Linked DNA regions of Astyanax mexicanus: region 2 is linked to region 1. The links are chromatin contacts, called in public Hi-C maps. All regions are on one chromosome and are shown on one strand. The core of a region is the stretch at or near the end of the contact, and the rest is flanking DNA. Distances in the headings are between cores, read along the strand shown.

What was found. A called contact is a pair of places that touch in the nucleus more often than the background predicts.
Region 2: a contact with region 1 is called in a Hi-C map of muscle, with 16 times the contacts expected there. The contact joins the enhancer-like site here to the promoter of si:ch211-212o1.2 in region 1. A contact is called at or near these places in 2 of 3 Hi-C or Micro-C datasets (both in muscle).

The regions. Positions count from the first base shown.
Region 1 is chr9:22,749,281-22,753,538 of AstMex3_surface, forward strand. si:ch211-212o1.2 (TMEM189_B_dmain domain-containing protein) reads right to left here and starts at 2,154. Exons shown (of 6, transcript XM_007249191.4): 1 at 1,649-2,154. The coding sequence starts at 1,808.
Region 2 is chr9:22,955,172-22,959,429 of AstMex3_surface, forward strand. All of the region lies in intron 1 of znf423 (zinc finger protein 423), which reads right to left. Among protein-coding and RNA genes, the nearest start is that of znf423, 9.1 kb to the right of the region's middle. Within about 2 kb of position 2,495, the one cell type or tissue checked has an H3K27ac peak away from gene starts, as active enhancers do.

The DNA.
Region 1 (4,258 bases), core at 904-3,403:
AGAGACTACACACACCAGTAGGCTATAACTTTACACCTTTAAAACTAATACAGATTAAAAAAACTTTAGTTTAAATCAAAGATTTTTAAACTAGCACAGTCAGTGTTGGCCAATTGTAATTGTGGTCAGCGTCACTTGGTCCTTTTCCAGCAAAAGAAAAAGTGTCAGAAAAGTATCAGTTTAAAATATTGGCCAAATTGGCCGAAAGTAATTATTCTTAAAAAAAAAAAAAGAGTTAGTGTCTGATTATACCAATATTTTTCCACTGTTTTAAAAGGCTACAACTGCTTTGTTATGCTATTCAGTTATCAGTCAGTGGCATTTAAATGGTCTTTAAATTACAATGATGTAATTCATTTAACTACACTCATTTGTGAAATGATAAATCGTCAACAAAAAATTCTTATTGTGACAGGACTATCTGTTGTTGTTGCTCCTTTGGTTGGGAAAACTGGATGTTGATATGTGTTGTAACATTACATCTAAAATAAAATAAATAAAAATAAATTAAAAATAATGGAGGGTAGATGGCACTCTCTCCCCACATCACTCCAAAGGGTGATGTCGCTCAGCACAATCCGACTGTGAGCTGATGTATCGGAACAGAGTCGCTGCGCTTTCCTCCAAGTGCGCTGTGATGCTACTCAGCAACGCTACATAAGCAGCAGTTTGAAAAGAGGCGGAGGCTGACTTTACACATATCGGAGGAGACGTGCTAGTGTTCACCCTCCTGGTGTTGGGGCATCAGTAGTGATGGGGGGGGAGTTGTAATGAGTGGCTTCGGAAATAATTTAGAGACCACTTCAGTCTCTGAGTTTTGCTATTTATCGGTATATCTTTGAGTAAAATGAACATTGCTGTTTTATTCTATAAACATTTATCTGCAGAAAAAAAAGATGCAGAGCTTTCAGACCTCAAATAATGCAAAGAAAACAAGTTCATATTCATAAAGTTTTAAGAGTTCAGAAATCAATGTTTGGTGGAATAACCCTGGCTTTTAATCACAGTTTTCGTGCATCTTGGCCTGTTCTCCTCCACCAGTCTTACATACTGCTTTTGGATAACTTTATTCAGCTTGGTTTGATGGCTTGTGATCACCCATCTCTTCCTCTTGATTATATTCCAGAGGTTTTGAATTTGGTAAAATCAAAGAAACTCATCATGTTTAGGAGGTCTCAGAATAAAACCATAGATAAAACAAGAATTTAGGTCATTTTAACTGACTAGCTAACTATCAAACAATGTAACACAGATTTAACCCAGTTAACAACCTCGTTAGTAGTCAGCTTGATAAACTAGCTCTTACATATGTAGTCAGGTTAACTGGTTAGCTAGCTTGCTAGCTAACAGGTGTTGTTCAGATTAGCCTAAACTCAGCCTCAGCCCACCTGCTGTAGCTATAGTAACAGGACCTGTAGCTGTTTAGACTAGACCTTGATTTACAGCTCAGCTCTGCTCCACTGCTTTGGCCTTAATCTTCTCTGAATGCTGGCGGTTTAGCCTTAGCAGCAGGTCTCCAGGCTGTCTCTCAGACACTCAGGTGAAGAGGACTGAACCGTTAGCTAGCTAACCGCTAGCTATGTTAACCCGGGTTAGATTAGCTATGTTATGTTTGTGTTTGTCCCCGCAGACCGCCCTCTTCTCTTACCCGGAGAGTAGAGTTTGGCCAGCTGGCGGGCCCCGGCGTGCTGCGGTCCCCAGCGAGGCGCGCTGCTGCGGGCGGCCGCTCCGTGCTCGTTGCCGTTCGGATCCTCCTCAGCCATGGAGCGCTGCCTGATCTCCGACTCCGACAGCAACGCCGCCGCCATTCTCCCCAGCCCTTTCAGCTATACTGCATGAAACCGCGGAGTCGTGGGAGCGGAGTGTGAGCCGGACTCTGTGTATGTGTGTGTGAGTTGAGGCTGTGTTACAGGGCCACTCCTCTGCTCTCAGTGAGGCTCTCAGTGAGGGTGACCAGCCTGGTCCAGCCCAGCAGACCTTAGCTATAGACACACACCCGGAACTGATACAGGTCCGCTCCGCACCAACAGATGCCTATTTTACCTCGTTTACCTCAATCTTATTCAAAAACGAAGCGAAAACCATTAAAACGCACGCCCTCGCTGTTAAATTTGCACACTGTTGAGCAGCTAAGGGAATATTTAGGGAAAGTTTGTCTCATCTAGCGGGTCTGGTGACTTCTAGAGTTTAGGGAGTGTCGTAAAAGTGTCAAATTCATTGAGACGTGTTAAACAAATCGACAGTATTATTCTAAATAAACTAAATATCATTATATGTCTATATTTACTGCATTTTCTTTTAAATTAATGTGTATTTACATTCATATAATCGTCTGTAGTGTAGTCTAGTGCAATAAAGCTCTCCACATTTTTTTCTCATTTTTGCGTTGTAAGTACCACGCTGATGATCCCTGGAGTGCGTGGCGCGCGCGTGTGTGTGAGTAGTTTGTGATGGTGTCTGAAGCTATGAAGCTGAGTTTGAAAACCACAGCATGAATTGCAACAGTACATATTTATGCCGTTTTATTCTAGTCAAAACTAATGCTTGTAAAATTATACAGTTCCTGATACTGGCAGAATGTGTGTAATGCGTTAATAGTAATCATTATTAAGTGTAGGAAATCATTTTCATGATTTTTTTCATGATTTTATTACTCATTTGAAGCCATTTATTTGTTAAACTTAGCTCCTTCTGAATTTAAGATAATAATATTTTATAGACCTTTAATTATTATTATTTAAACACAATTTAATTTCATTTGGGTGTCCTGAATTATAAATTAATAAACTTCCAGTCCTAGTTATTCATACCGGTGGTGAATAGGACAGATCTAAAAAATATATAAATATTAACTAAATGAGATGGCTGTTCTGAGATAAAGAAACATCATTTATTGTGTATATGTAGAGTGATGTGAGTCAAAATAGAAGTCAAAGAAACATATTTATGACTTTAGCATTGTCACCATAAAGCTACACTGCCTGGCAAAAAAAAGGTACCACCAAAAAAAAGTCACACGCTCTAATATTTTGTTGGACGACTTTAGCTTTAATTTGCAGCACGCATTCACTGTGGCATTGTTTTGATAAGCTTCTGCAATTTCAAAAGATTTATTTCAATCCAGTGTTGCATTAATTTTTCACCAAGATCTTGCAGCATTGATGATGGTAGAGTCTGACTGCTGCACAAAGTCTTCTCCAGCACATCCCAAAGATTCTCAATGTGGTTAAGGTCTGGACTCTATGGTCCCAATCCATGTGAAAAAATGATGATCTCATGCTCCCTGAACCACTCTTTCACAATTCCAGCCCCATGAATCCTGACATTTTCATCTTGGATTATACCTGTGCCATCAGGGAAGAAAAAATCCATTGATGGAATAACCTGGTCTATATTCAGTATATTCAGGTAGTCAGCTGACCTCATTCTTTCAGCACATACTGTTGGTGCACCTAGATCTGACCAACTGCAGCAACGGCAGATCATTTGCTTATTTAAATCCAGGCAGCGACTTTTTTTGGCAGTGTATGTAGTTGGCTGTTTCATGGGATGGATACAAATGTGTTGCCAGATTTGTTGGTGTATTTTAGTTTTACTATTATGAATATCGGATATTAAAACTTAGTAGATATCATTTGATTCACTTTTTATTCTAAATAGTAAATAAAATAGCTATATTTGTACACATAGTACACATTCCTTATTCCTGTCACCAACTCCACAGTAAAAACGAAGCTTGTATATACCTCTGCAAAGAACCGATTTGTTTCCGTTTTATAGGCCCCTGAGGTCTCATGATGACTAAATGAGGAACTTCAGGTCAAAGCCGAAAAACAAGAGTAGGTCCCGTGTTCCTAAAACCTCAGTGTTTTTTTTTTTTTTTTTTAAACAACATTAATATAAAAAACAGATATAGGACAGTAGTATAATGCCTGTCCTGAGGGTGCATTGTATCCCAGTTCTGTATAGCCAAAATTTAAAATGTATCCAGATACCTCTTCTTATTAGTAAGCTGGCTGACACATTGATCACAGAATGTAAGCTCTGGACCAGTCTATGTTCTGGACACATGTTCTTAATCTCAGGATGCCCAGTGCCAGGTCTCATCTAGAGGATTTTAAAGCCCTGCTGTGTTGAGCAGGGCTTTGCATTGCATTGTCATATCCCTCCCAATGCAGTTGGTCAGGTCTAGGTTCAGCAACATTATGTGCTGTAAGAATGAGGTCAGCTGACAACCTGAATATACTGAACATAGACC
Region 2 (4,258 bases), core at 1,245-3,744, 210 kb after region 1:
ACCTTATGTAGGTGCATATGGCTGTTAAATTAAAGCATTAAACAGTAAATCACATGGAACATATTTTTAATTGTTTTAATTGTTTTAATTTTTTGTATTATTTGTTTTGTTCACTAAAAAGCAATGTTTTTAAGCAAATTTGGCTGTTATGAGGATATAGATACAGCTCTGGAAAAAAATGCTTAGACACTGAGACCACTTCAGTTTCTGAATCAATTTCTCTAAGTTTACAATCTATATGTATATGTTTGAGTAAAACGAACATTGTTGTTTTATTCTACAACAGTTCTCCCAAATTCTGATTTTGGATGAATCCACTTCTGGTGGTCTTGTGATCATCTATCTTCCTCTTGATTATATTCCAGAGATTTTAAATTTGATACAATCAAAGAAACTTATCAACTCATCTTATTTATTTATATACACATGAATAAGTAAAACAAAGAATGAAGAGCCAATCACAGGAAAGATGGGGAGGACTCTGATGGATATTATACTATGTTAATATAAAGACTAAAATTATATTTAATAATTGCTAATTTTTATTCCTTATTTATGTATAATTATTTTCTTATAATTGACTGCATGTTACACAAGCTACAAAGGAGCACTTTGCCAAGTGGTTGCTGTCAATTATAAGAAAACAATTATACATAAATAAGGAATAAAAATTAGCAATTATTAAATATAATTTTTGTCTTTATATTAACATAACGATGTGATGTGAAACTGACTGGAGTGACCGGCAGAAGCTCGCACCTGATTGGTCCAAAAACTCCTACTTCTCTTAATTTAATGTGCCACAGTATGGTAACATTGTGGCAAACAACGCTTTGCATTTACAAACAAAATTTTTGTAAGAAAGAATAGCCGACAGAAAAGTTAAGCTGAGTTTTAAATGTGTCAGGCCACTGTTGAAGGACTGAAAGGCCAGTAGGATAATTGCCAGTGTGGGCAGAGCACTAGACACAATTATGCTAAGCTAACAGAAAGACAAGGCCTAAGGAATCCACAAGTAACATCATTTTTTAATTTCCGTAGAACTAAAAAGGACATTTTGATTGTTTAGCAACAGAATTAGGCCCTGCACAAGCATTTTAATATTTCCATGTATTTTTGATTCAGTTTTAAAACCAAAGTATAATACAGTTATCAGCATTTTTATTGACACTAGGGGTGCACTATATGAACATAAAAAGTGATATGTGGTAATGCTTTTTGGTATTTCAATTTTAATGTGGAATAGGATAAATTAGGATTATTAGTCAATAAATTGGTTTAAGTAGTTTTGCAAGTTTTTACTGTGGACCTCTATAAAAGCTCCCTCTGTTGCTGCATGCAGGAAATGCAATTGGAATTAACTGTTATTTTTACATTTTCAAAAAGATTATTAAAGCTCTTTCTAAAACTAGTATTACCTTAATTATAAAAATATATTTTATTGCACAGCCATAACAGACAGCTCAAAATTTATATGCACTAGTAAATATAATATTTCCACCAGCATAACTAGTTAACTATCTCACGATTACAAACTTACGACACGCATTCAAAGCCAGCCTTTGTACCAGTGTGTATTTTTGGTTGTCACTACTGACTTGCTAGTATGCTAATATTGAATTCATTAACCTGGAAAATCTGCACTAATATTAGTATAGCATTTATTAGTTTTACCTTACAGCATTAGTGTGTAGTAAGCAGTTGTGTAGTAAGGATGTTGCTTATGTATTAATTGCAAAACTGTTTAATTCGCAAAAGGGCTGAGTTATCATGCCTCCATCAAAAAACTGATTGGTTCAGAAAATAATAATAATAATTTAAAGGTGCTTTCACATCTACATTGTTTGGTGTAAATCAAAATAGCAGGTGTGAAAAGTACTTCAAGCTACAGTTCAGACCATAGAACCAAAGACATTAAAGGAGACGTTCTCATTGTGGATCAACTGAACCATGGTTTGGTTTATTTGCTGTGTGAACACTTTTAAGAGGGTGTTTTACACTTTGGTCAGCTGTTGTTTGATTAAAACGATTGTTGTGTTTGCTTCTGGAGCGATTGCTCGCAAATGCTTCCTAACACACCCCACAGCAGGGTAAACCTGCAGCAGAAGATGCCATGCCTGCCAATGCACTTGTATAAGACAGAAAGCCCAGGATTAACTCAAAATAAGTTTAAAGTATGTCAGGCCACTTCTGGAGGACTGAAAGCTACACTCATTTATGCTGAGTGTGTTATTATTGCCAATGTGGGCTAAGCCCAGGCAGAAATATGCAAAGCTAACAGTTTGAAAGCAAACTAAGTTTTTAAGTGTGTTAAATGTTTAGTGTTTAGTAACAGGATTAGGCCTGAGCTCTTATGACTCCTATCGTGACCACAGCTTTGTTTGATTGTTTCATGCAGAAAGATGGCTAGTGCCTCCATGGTGACGGTGAGTCGTGCTGGGGTTTTGTTGCCCCCTCTCCTGCTCTTTGCCCGTTGTCATGGCTAACTTGGTGGGCTCCCCCTTAGTGAGTCCCCCCCTGTGATTCCACAGAGCGGCATTTAAAATGGACCCCCTGTGGAGGTCCTAGGCCCCCTTTGCCCCCTCTCCCATTCCCCGTCTCATCTGAACTGGCCCTACTAAAAATGAGCGCGCTCCTGGGGGCCGCTTTCAAAGCGCTTGTGGCGCGCCGGAGGGGGGCGCCGTAGGCTCGGTGGGGCGAGAGCTCACCACCACGGCGCTCTTTTCTCCACAAGAGGTACAAAGGGGGGAAATGGGCCACATTACAAGCGCCTTAAGGGTCAAGGACAACCAAGGCGTGAATGGGTTGAAAAACGTGCATTGTTAAATCACATAGCAAGCGATTACACCCTCTGTCATCTCTCGGATTTGCGTTTTTATGTGTGTGCATGTGTGAGTGTGTGTGGGTGTGTTTGTTTTTCTCTCCTCCCTTCACAACACAGAAAAGGCTTAGAAAACGGCTGCTAGACGTGGATGTAATTAATTAAGACACAAGAGAAAAGAGGCGTGAACTATAAATGTGGTGATCCTGTTTGGAAATCACTTCTGTCTGCTATTTTAAGGGGGATTTAATAAGTTCCACACAGGCTGCTAAAATGGCATGATGTTTAAAATAGGACCCACATCTAAGAAATGTAAATGTACCAAAAATGACTCATTCATATGATTGCAGTAGGCAAGCATACTGTTGTTATTATTTTTTGTCTCTCTAAAATCTGACGCAAATTTTTAGATAACTATTCCTATTGATGAGTTTTCTTACCATAAGCAAAACCAAAACTCTCCCATAGGAATGCATTAGAATGATTATTTTTTAAACAACAATTCAACCTTCTTTAGACATCACATTTTTTAAAACTACATTCTGCTCATAGAATCATATAACTAATAGATTAGTTTTATTCTTTATGCTTAAAAGCATCCAAACAAAACAAGTATTCAGTATATTTTTTACCAAACATTCAAACTTCTCTAGACAGTAAAGTTTAATGCCTGCTTTAAGAACTGATCTATTGAACATTTTGCGTAAAATCACTAAGCATATATTTCCATAGGAATTAATGACAAGATGTTTAGCTATTCTACACACTAGCTTAGAGAGAACACACATGGCCCACTTTCCCTTTATTGCTCTCCAGGCTCTACTGTCTGTGCATGGAAGAGCTTTTGAACCAAACATCTTTTGTAAAGAGCAAAAGCTTGGCCCCTTTCATTTTAGCCATCCCACCAACAACACCTTAGCAACAAAAAGCTGTATAACAGTAACACTGCTAAGCTTACAATTACACTTGCAGTTTCTGCAGCAACTGTTCTCTCTAGATTTAATTGTGTGTATATGTGTTCCTTTCTATTTTGTGAAGTCAACAGTAGCAGCACAGGTGCAGACAGGCCGGCAGGCAGGCTATGTGGTTTGAAGTATTGTGAAGTATGTGAAACTGCAAGTCACTTGCCAGCAGCTGGCCTTAATATAAGCTATTTCACTCAAGCACATGGGGATGTTTTGAGATTTATGGCTGCACAGTTTTAATGCCACCCTGATATTCCCATGGACGTAAACCTAGAATTTAACAGCATCTGAATGTACAGAATTTGTCCTTTCCTCCCCTCCCCAACACATCTTCCTCTCTCTTCCTAGTGTTCTTGAGTGGCGAGGAAAGCCACGGTGGATGGAGCCCCAGAAAAGCCTCCTAAACACTCCCCCATTGTACTGTCACAAGCCCGGAGAGTTCATGTTATATTTATGTTGCCTACAGCAGATT